2 separate regions of the Macaca mulatta genome follow, and region 2 is linked to region 1. A link is a contact called in public Hi-C data. All regions are on one chromosome and are shown on one strand. The core of a region is the stretch at or near the end of the contact, and the rest is flanking DNA. Distances in the headings are between cores, read along the strand shown.

Region 1 (4,636 bases), core at 1,578-4,077:
TTTCTTAATACAGTCCTTTGATGCACAAGAGTTTTAATTTTGACGAAGTTCAATTTATCTGTTTTCTCTTTTGTTGCATGTGCTTCTGGTGTCATATTTAGGAAACTGTTGCCTCACCCAAGGGCACAATGATTTAAACCTATGTTTAATTTTAAGACGTTTATAGTTTTAGTTCTTATCCTTAGGTCTTTGATTGATTTTGAGCTAATTTCTGCATACGGTGTGAGGCAGGGGTCCAAACTCACTCATTTGTGTATGGATGTCCAGTTATCCAATTATAATTTATTTAAGATTATTCGTTCCCCATTGAGTAGTCTTGACATCCTTGTCAAAAATCAATTGATCATATAGGTATGGATTTATTTCCAGATTCTCAGTTCTATCCCATTGATCTGTTTGTCTATCCTTATGCCAGTACCAGGCCATCTTGATTAACATAGATTTGTACTAGGATTTAAAATTAGGAAGTGTTAAGTCCTCCAACTTTGTTTTTCTTTTTCAAGATTATATTGGCTACTCTGGGTTCCTTGCACCTCTAAATGAATTTTAGGATCATTTCTGCAAAAAAAGCAGTTGGAATTATGCCAGTCAGGTTTTGTTTGACAATTTGGGGCTATTTATTTGGCACTCTTGTTACTGAGTCAGGAACTCAAGACGTGAGGGTGACTCAGGGTACTTAAACTTAAATATTACCCCATTTCCTCAAACCACCACCACACATACTTGGCAAAATGATGGATCATCAATTTAGGAGTTCGAAAATGCTCTGAGAGAATAGTTTGTCCTGATTTGGAATGCCATCTTCTCTCTCTTCTGCCCTGCTGTCTTTGCCCAGCTTGGACACCAGAAGCAGCCTGAGTTCTGCCCTCTGCCCTGCACAAAGGCTGGAGGACTTTTAGCAGGTTGCTTTCTTCTCCAGAAGTCCAGGCCCTAACCTAATCCTTAGCAAGGGCTCTGGTCCCTAACTCCTACATCCAGTGCATGGCAACAAAGGTAAATTCTCCTGTACAGCTTTGGAGAAGCCTCTCTAAAATAGTTCTTCCTGGGTCACACAGAAGAAACAGCACGGCATCGACCCCAGGGCTCTGCTTCAGCATTGGCTGGAAGATCGTTGGCTTCAATGTTATAGACAGCTAAGCACTCTAATCAATAAAGGTTGAAAAGAAAAAAAAAAACAGGTGGTTTCTAATCCTATAAAAACTAAATGCTGATACCGTGTAGAAGTCCCCGAGAACTCCACATCCCTACTGCTGCTTGGCAATTCAGAATTCTGTCTTCCTCATGGGCCATGCGGATGTTTCCCTTCTCTGCGGCTGTCCTGTTCTTTATGTCTCAGGCAGAGATTCCTAATGAACCCTGTTGTTCCCGGAGCATTTTGCTCCTCTCTTTTCTGGGGAGTCAAAACTACAATTCAGAGAGCAGTTTCTGGCCACTCCTCCTGCCCATAGAATCGCAAAGGCCTGCAGGCCTGTGTAACTGTGGCAGAGAGCTTGTGGGAGAGGTCCGTGGAAGGTGCATCTGTCCTCATGCAGACTCTACTGGTTGAGTCTGTAGCACACGCTGTAACACACACGAGTGCTGTAACACACGCTGCTGAATCTTATTTTTGCCATGGGCCTCAGTTTCCCTGGCCTCTGAGTGATTAAGTACACCTGATAGAGGGGATGAAAACCCTTTGGGGGTCCCTGCCTGGCCTATACCCGTCTCTCTTGGAATGTCCCCTCTGACCCTTGTGTGAACTCTGTGACAAGTCCTCAGCCCCAGCTTGGGACAAGAAGGCCAATCCCATTAGCTGAGCAGTGACCAGTCTCTCTCTCCTTCTCTCTTTCCAGAATCTGAGATCCACCCAGACTAGGGTCAATCCATGGTAGGTGCATGCACCTGTGTGGACATGTCAAGAGGGCACCATGTATGGGCCGAATTTTGGAGAACAGGTAAGTTGAGTAAGCAGAAACCACAAGTGTAGGAGGATGTCAGAGATAGGAGGAAGAAATAGGCAGAAACAGGCAACACGAGAGGGTCGCTGGAGGCCCAGATGGGACTGCCAGAGTGACCTGGCCCACTCAGAACTAAACCTTTGCCTGAACCTCTCTGGTCTACCTCCTCTAATTTTGCTTCAGTGGGTGGCCCCAGGAGCTAAATGTGAATCCAGGGGCATTTGGGCTTATCTAGAGGGCGTTTTTGTTGTTGTTGCTGTTTTGTTTTTCCTTCAAGTTCTTGCCTTTTTGTTTCTCTTAAAAAATGAATGGGGGTGACGGGCTTTTATCCTAGAATAGACCTATGCTTAATAAAAAGTGTTTCTCAAAAAATATAAAGAATTTTCATACCCCCCAAAACCACTGAAATTTTTTTATAAAGAATTTTCGGAATTGAGCCGATGTCACCAATCTGGTGGGTTCTGAAATCCTAACAGACTAACCGCAGGTTGAGAACCAAGGCTCTCATGCTCTCCAGCTCTCTGATGCTGCAGATGAGAGACAAGAATCCTAAAGGAACGCAGGGCCTTTCTTCTTCGCACCTTGCAGTCCATTTTCTAAACTGAAAAATGAGGTTTGGTGGGACTCACAGCCCTGCAACGAAGATTCTGAAGCCGAATGTGAATAAAGCGTTTACTAAAGCGCCTTAAAAAACGGGCCGCGGGAGGGGCACAGGGCTTCTCCCTGGTGATACTTCCCTGATCCCGCACCGCGGCCCACGCGCTGTCCTCCGCGCTCCGCCCTCCGCTCCCCACCGCTCCCCACCGCTCCCCACCCCACCCCACCCCACCCCCAGGTCCTTCCCTCCCCGGAGCTGAGAACCATAGCTCCGGCCCCGACCGGAAGCCCCACCCCACCGCCGGGGACGCGGCCTCGGGAGTGCTCACGTTGGCAGCCCGGGCATCCCCGCTGCGCTCCGCTCCCCGTACCGGTAACCCGCGCCAACCTTGCCGCCCACCCGGGGTCGTAGCGGGCGAGATTTCCGAGCTCCGGACGCTCTTGCGGCTCTGCTCAGCCCTGACTCCAGCAGGCCCGCGTCGGCTGCCCCGCCCGTTTCTGGAACCTTTGGTTCCGGCGCTCGGACTTGGGGGAACTTAGGAGGGTGGTGGTGGGGTTTCTGATGCTTTGCGTTTTCTGCGGGGTTTGGGCAGTCAATGGAGAAACGCGGAACAGAAGTCCGTGGTGTTTTCAGGGACAGGGAGTGGAACCTCAGGCGCCTGCGAGCCCCCTGAGGGTTTAGGCGGCCCTCCTTGGCGGGATGACTGGCGCCGGTAGGCTGAGAGAGCCCGGGGCCTGCCTCCACCCCTAGGGGTGCCGTAGGCTCCTGGGGTCCGAGTCTCCGCCCTGCCCCACCGCTTCTCACAAAACCCCTCCACCTCCCTGAGGAGCGCCCGTCTACCCACCTTCTGGTTCCCAGCCTTCGGGCCGCTCCTATTTACCATAGTGTTTATTTATCCTGGTTATCGGTCAGAGTTTTTCTGACCTTCTCTACTCTGGAATAGGGTCCAGAGGAGTCGTGAGGGAAAATTATTAGAATATAAAATCCCAGGAGTCACGTAGTCCGGGTCTGCGTCCCATGCTTGAAGGCCCCACAGAGCAGCCCAACAAACAGCACTTGGTTTTCTTCTTCAACCTCGCCACCTCCTGTGGTTGCTGTTTCCGCCTCTGGCTTACATTGAACCCAACCATGTGTATTTCTCTTTAGCTTTGCTCCATTGGCACGGGAATGCTGCCCCTGGAGGGCATTGGACAGAACAGAGACAGTCCTGTTGCGTGAGGGGCATGGGTCTGTGCTAATGAGGCCAGCTCCTTCCATGACCTGCTCAGAGCCCCGCGCCAGCCCCTCTGTCCTCTGTTGCTGGACAGTTGGTCCATATCCTCCTTCCCAGTGCCCCAGGTGTGATATTCCTTCCACCCAGGGAAGGGCATTCCAAAAATTCTTTTGCTGTACCTTACTGCCCTGCTTGCTCCTGCCCTCACTCCTGCGACGGGTTCTTTGGGCTAAGGCGTAGCATTTAAGTCTGGTCCTATGAAGGCCGTCTTTCTGTTATGCCAGGGTCTTGGGCAGTTTGCGTTGGCTCTAACTCTTACTACAGAATTGCAGAAATTCCTCTCTTTATTGAGCACCGCTAACACCTGCCCCCCAACCCTGGTTCTGTTTTGTGAAATACTGTCTGCTTTGCTTATCCACTGCAGTTAACTTTTGGAGTTAGCCAGATTTCATCTCTTTGACATGGACTTCCACATGGGGTGACCTTGTGTCCTAGGTTGCCAGAGACAGTTCTGGCTTATACCATTGTCCCAGCATAATCACTTTCAAAAGATTCATGGTTTGTATGATCAAGCTTGTCTCTGTCTCTAAGTTAGATACACTTATATTTGTAGGTAAGAGAGTGGCATGTGGCAGCCCACGTGAGACTTGCACTTGGGCCCATAGATGTCAGAGCCACAGACTAGGAAATGAGAATTCCTCCAGGTCAGTGCTCATAGGCCTCATGTAGGTAGAGAGCTTTGGGTGGCTTTGCCCTTAGAGGGCAGGGGTTCCCTTCCCACCCTGGCACAGAAAGTCCAAACTAATACTGAGGGCTATGTCTTGTCAAATTCATCCCCAGAGTTACTCTGGGGCTTCGAAGCCAGTGCCCCTAAATTCACTGTCATGA
Region 2 (4,636 bases), core at 1,309-3,808, 110 kb before region 1:
ACCCACAGATGACAAAACTCAAATCCAGGAAGTAGGACTTACTCAGGGTCATTTAGCTGTAGGAGAAACTAGCACTAGAACCTGTAACTAGTCAGACTCCTATTCCAGTATTCTCATTTTACCACCTTGAGGTGGAACAGAAAGTATTGTGTGAACTGACATCTTTTAAAGTCTTTTGCACATATTTGAAGTCATTGCAAAATCAAAAACAAAAACACATGCTGAGTCTGGCAAAAAGCTTTTTCCATGAGAAGCTGTTTCCAAATCTTCCTGTGGTCTGGCCATGTGAGCCAAATTGAATTGTAGTCTTTAAACTGCTCAGGCTTATTTATTAGTGAGAGGCAGGAAATTTGTTATAAAAGCAAAATAATCCAGGCTGACTGAAGACACTAAATCTAGTCTTCCAAAACTGCCTTCACTAAGAGAACTTAATAGTTTCAACATTTGGTTGCAATGACTAATCCCTATTTTTAGTGAACAGAAAAAGTGCTTACAAAAATGTTTTAAGAAATTTGCAGTATTTTACTCCTCTGCTAGTTCTCCAAAGTCAATTGACACAAAGTCAATTGTGTAAAATATTATGGGATAACATGCAAAATGTATCATGAAAAAGGATAAACAAGAAATCAGTATTTTTATGGAGTTATATTTACAGGTGTCTCTCCTGGAAAAAGGAATCTAAATTATTCTACAATATTCTGGCTCCCATCATCTTTCACTGTGAAGACAAACAGCAACATAAGGCAACACAGCAAATACTAAAAAAATTGATACTGAACATGGCTAAATGTTTCACTTATGTCTTCTGCAGTGGGATCAAGCACTATCAACTAAAATAATTCCCAAAACTGCTTTAAGCCTTATCTCATGGTTTGCAACCAGCAGGCTGTTTGTAGACATATAGAACTATTATGGTAAGAACTCAAACGTCTCTCAGATTAAGATGGATAAGAAATAGCCTTTTGTGTTAGGGGCAATGTGTTGGAGAACTGCAAAAACTCTCCCCATCCTTGGAGAGTTGACCAAAATTTAACATGGCCTCGAGAAGCCTAAGGCCACATCCATGAGGGCAATCCAGCCCTCTTTTGAGTTCCTGTTGGAAAAGCCAGGCTGCCAAAAAAATTTTACTGTTTGTTCTAACCAACACCTAATAACAGCTCCCTGACTTCCCTTTTAAAAAGCATTTACTAAAAAGGGCTCACAACTACGAATCCTCCTCCGTTCCTTTGAGATGTGTTTGTACCTCTTACAATTCAGGAGTGTCTTCCTTAAGGACCTGGAAGCCAATGCTCTGAAATGTAACCAGGAAGGACTGGGCCTGACTCCCGGTCTCTGTGGGAGGATCCTATTTTATCTCAGATAATTCCAAGATAGGAGACAGAGCTGGCCTACTTGCATTTATGCAGTGACCAGCCCTTTGTAATTTTTCACCTCCCTGACTCTACTTGAGCCCTCTCTTCCCACTCCCTACTTCTCCCTTTAAAACTCGCAATCATCTCGGTGAAAATAGGAATGGAGCTCAGCCTTTCCCCCGTCAGTAGTTGCGGAATAAAATCCTTTTTCAGCGCTTTAATGTCCAGCTTCCTGTATCTCTGACATTGGTAGGTACATATTAAAACTCAGCTGGGCGCGATAGCTCGCGCCCATAGTCCCAGCTACTCCGGAGGCTGAGGCAGAAGGATCCCTTGAGCCCAGGAGTTGGAGGCTGCAGCGAGCTATGATCGCGCCACTGCACTCCAGCCTGGGCACAGCGAGACCTCCGTCTCTAAATTAGAGGATTAAAAGCACACACACATAAAACCCCAGATCACTATCAAGACGGGCCTATAAATCTTAGAAGCTTGTCTTACAGGGCCATATGCTCAAAAGCTTAGGAAAACTCTCCAGTGATCCCCCGCTAAACCTCATCCCCTCTTCTCTTCCCCCAAGGGTCCCGCTACTTCCTGCTTTCCCCGATTCCTAAATCCACCTCTCCCTAAGTGTCCTACGTCGAAGTCTCTACTTTCCAGGATGCTGAACTTCACCAAACGGAAGCTTACCCTCTTCCACGTTTGGGCTTTTTTCTACTTATCCCTGTCCCCTCAATTTTCGAGTTTCCTCATCAACCCCACTTCCCTTTCCCTGACGCTCCGGGTCTAGATTTCCTCCTGGCCGCCCCTAGTTTCCCACTCCGACCTCGGCTTCCTCCGCAAGCCGAGCGCCCCTTCCCTCCGCACTTCACTCGGAAGCCCTGCGCCCCTTTCCGGGAGCGGCGGCCGGTGAGGGGTGCGCGGGACTCGGGCCGCGCCCTAGTCGGCCATTTCGCACACTCGGGGCGCGCCCGGCGGGCTGGGCGCGCGAGGCCTGTCCTGGAGCGCAGGAGTTGAGGGGCTGAAGACCGGGCCGCCCCCGCCGCCGGGGCGGGAACTCACCTTCTCTGAGGCAGGGGCGGGCGTCTACAACTACTGTCCCCCGCCCCGCCAACGCCGCCAGCCAGGGGATAAGCCGCGGTGGAGGTGGCGGAGAGGCAGGAACAACCGCTGCCGCTGCCGCCGCCTCCGCCGCCGAGCAGGCGGGATGGGAGGAGGAGGCGGAGACCCGGCTTCCTGAGGGGAAGTCGCCGCCACTACCGGCTTATGACTGGACAGCGCAGACGCCATGGCGGCGAGGCGCGCTAGTGCGCTTGCGCTGCGAGCCCAACGCCCAGGAAGCCCCTTGAGCCCCGCCTTGCTGCTTGCTTCGCCCACTGGGCCTGGCAGTTCCCGGCGCGGTTCTAACGTCTTGCTGGAGCGACTGGTTTTGATCCTGTCCCTCTGCCCTCCTTTCGGGGGCAAAGAAAAGTTCGTGGGGCCGCTCGCCTTGGGAGAAGGAGTATAAAGCCAACTGAGTGAAAAAAAAAAAAAGTCTGGAAATTTACAGTTCCACCCCCAAATATCTTAAAAATACATGATCTGTTGCCTTATCAACCCCCAAATATAGGTTCGTGTACCAAATGGGCAGTAAGCCAAAACTGACACATTCAGTGCTTAGGAGCGGGGGAAGGTTTATTCCATTTGGCCAAAGTGAGAGAGCGGGAGAAGTCTCTCAGATACTGACATGCCTTTGAACGTAACGGGGGGGCTTTTATGAGTAAGGTAAGAATAAAGAGGGTGGGATCCCCCGTGATCAAAGTGTTTCCTCCCTGGGACTCTAGGTCTCATCTGCCCCATCAGATGATGCCCCATCTGGACCATCAAGGAGGTCTGCGTGACCTAAGAGTCATCGTTGTTTTGTTTGTGATAGGGTCTTGTGCTATGGCCCAGGCTGGAGTGCAGTGGTACGATCACCGCTCACTGCAGCCTCGACCTCCTGGGCTCAAGTGATCCTCTCACCTCAGCCTCCCAAGTAGTTGGGACTGCAGGCAGGCACATACGCCTGGGTGATTTTCGTTCATTTTTTATAGAGATTGGGCAGGGGGTGGGAATGTCTCACTATATTGCCCAGGCTGGTCTCGAACTTCTGGGCTCAAGTGATCCACTCACCTCAGCCTCCCAAAGGGCTGGGATTACCAGTGTGAGCCACCGTGCTAGGTCCATTGTTCTTTAAAAGAAAAACAAATTCATCAGTCTTGCCTGCAGCTCTGGGGTTAGGTTATGAAGTTAATCAATTCCTAGTGACTACCCTCTACTGAAATGACTACGTGCAAGCAAGCCTGCATGGAGGAAGAAAAGGACGAAGAAAAGGAAAATAAGTAAAACAAAACATTTTATGATCTATACAATAAAGCCTCAGTTATAATCTCTCTTTCCTTTATTATGTCCTAATTACACAGAGTAGATTAAGCACAATCGTTTGTCATGGTACGTTGTCATCACTGGTCCATAAATGACCTTTTTCTCCCTCTTGCTCTTTCAGTATATACATCTATAATATATATTATACACACAAATATATATGTATGTATATATCTCATCATCTCATCCCGTTTCCCAGAGAAATCACTAACCTAGTTTGTATTCATCATTTCCTTTCTCTATGTATTATCATACATAGGCATGGCTGAAACACATTTAGATTGTTTTTAAACTTTATAAGATTTACACCTTTATGAGTATGCTGGGGGGTGTTGTTCATTTCACTTAATATTTTGAATTTCGTCTAAGCTGTTGAAGACAGCTGTAATTTGTTCATTTCACTGCCGGACAGAACTCCACTGATTTTCCTGTTGATGGGCACATCTCCTGGTATACTGTGGAAGAGTTTTTTTTGGGTATTCTCTACTTTCCTGTCACATTGCCGTTGCCTTATTTCAGATTCTCATCATCTCTTGCTAGAAACATGCTAACATCTCCCTCTGACTTCACCTACTCCAGGCTACTCCCCATATTGCTGTCAAAGGGTTCTATCTAAAAGTCATTACTGGCTCCCCAGTGTCTGTTGGAAAAGGTCAAACTGAGTACTATGAGGCTTCTGTGCACCACCTCCCTGATCTCATTATCTTTCCACTGCCCTTACATCCCCACCCTGCTATTACCTGTGATTCAGCAACATTAAACCTATACTGATTCCTGTAAATACCACAGTGTTGCAAAACTCAACTCGCAGTACTGTATACACTTCTCCCTCTTTCTGGAATGCCCTCCGCTCCACTTCCTCATGAATTCCTCTTTCCCTCAGA

Evidence for each region. Hi-C and Micro-C count contacts between places; a contact is called where the count stands out from the background.
Region 2: a Hi-C map of liver shows a contact between it and region 1, with 2.6 times the contacts expected there. The contact joins the promoter of KRCC1 here to the promoter of THNSL2 in region 1. A contact is called at or near these places in 3 of 14 Hi-C or Micro-C datasets (cortical neurons, fetal cortex germinal zone and liver).

Annotation. Positions count from the first base shown.
Region 1 is chr13:25,991,883-25,996,518 of T2T-MMU8v2.0, reverse strand. THNSL2 (threonine synthase like 2) reads left to right here and starts at 2,827. Exons shown (of 10, transcript XM_077959068.1): 1 at 2,827-2,907; 2 at 3,682-3,873.
Region 2 is chr13:26,104,392-26,109,027 of T2T-MMU8v2.0, reverse strand. KRCC1 (lysine rich coiled-coil 1) reads right to left here and starts at 2,558. Exons shown (of 4, transcript XM_028832319.2): 1 at 2,412-2,558.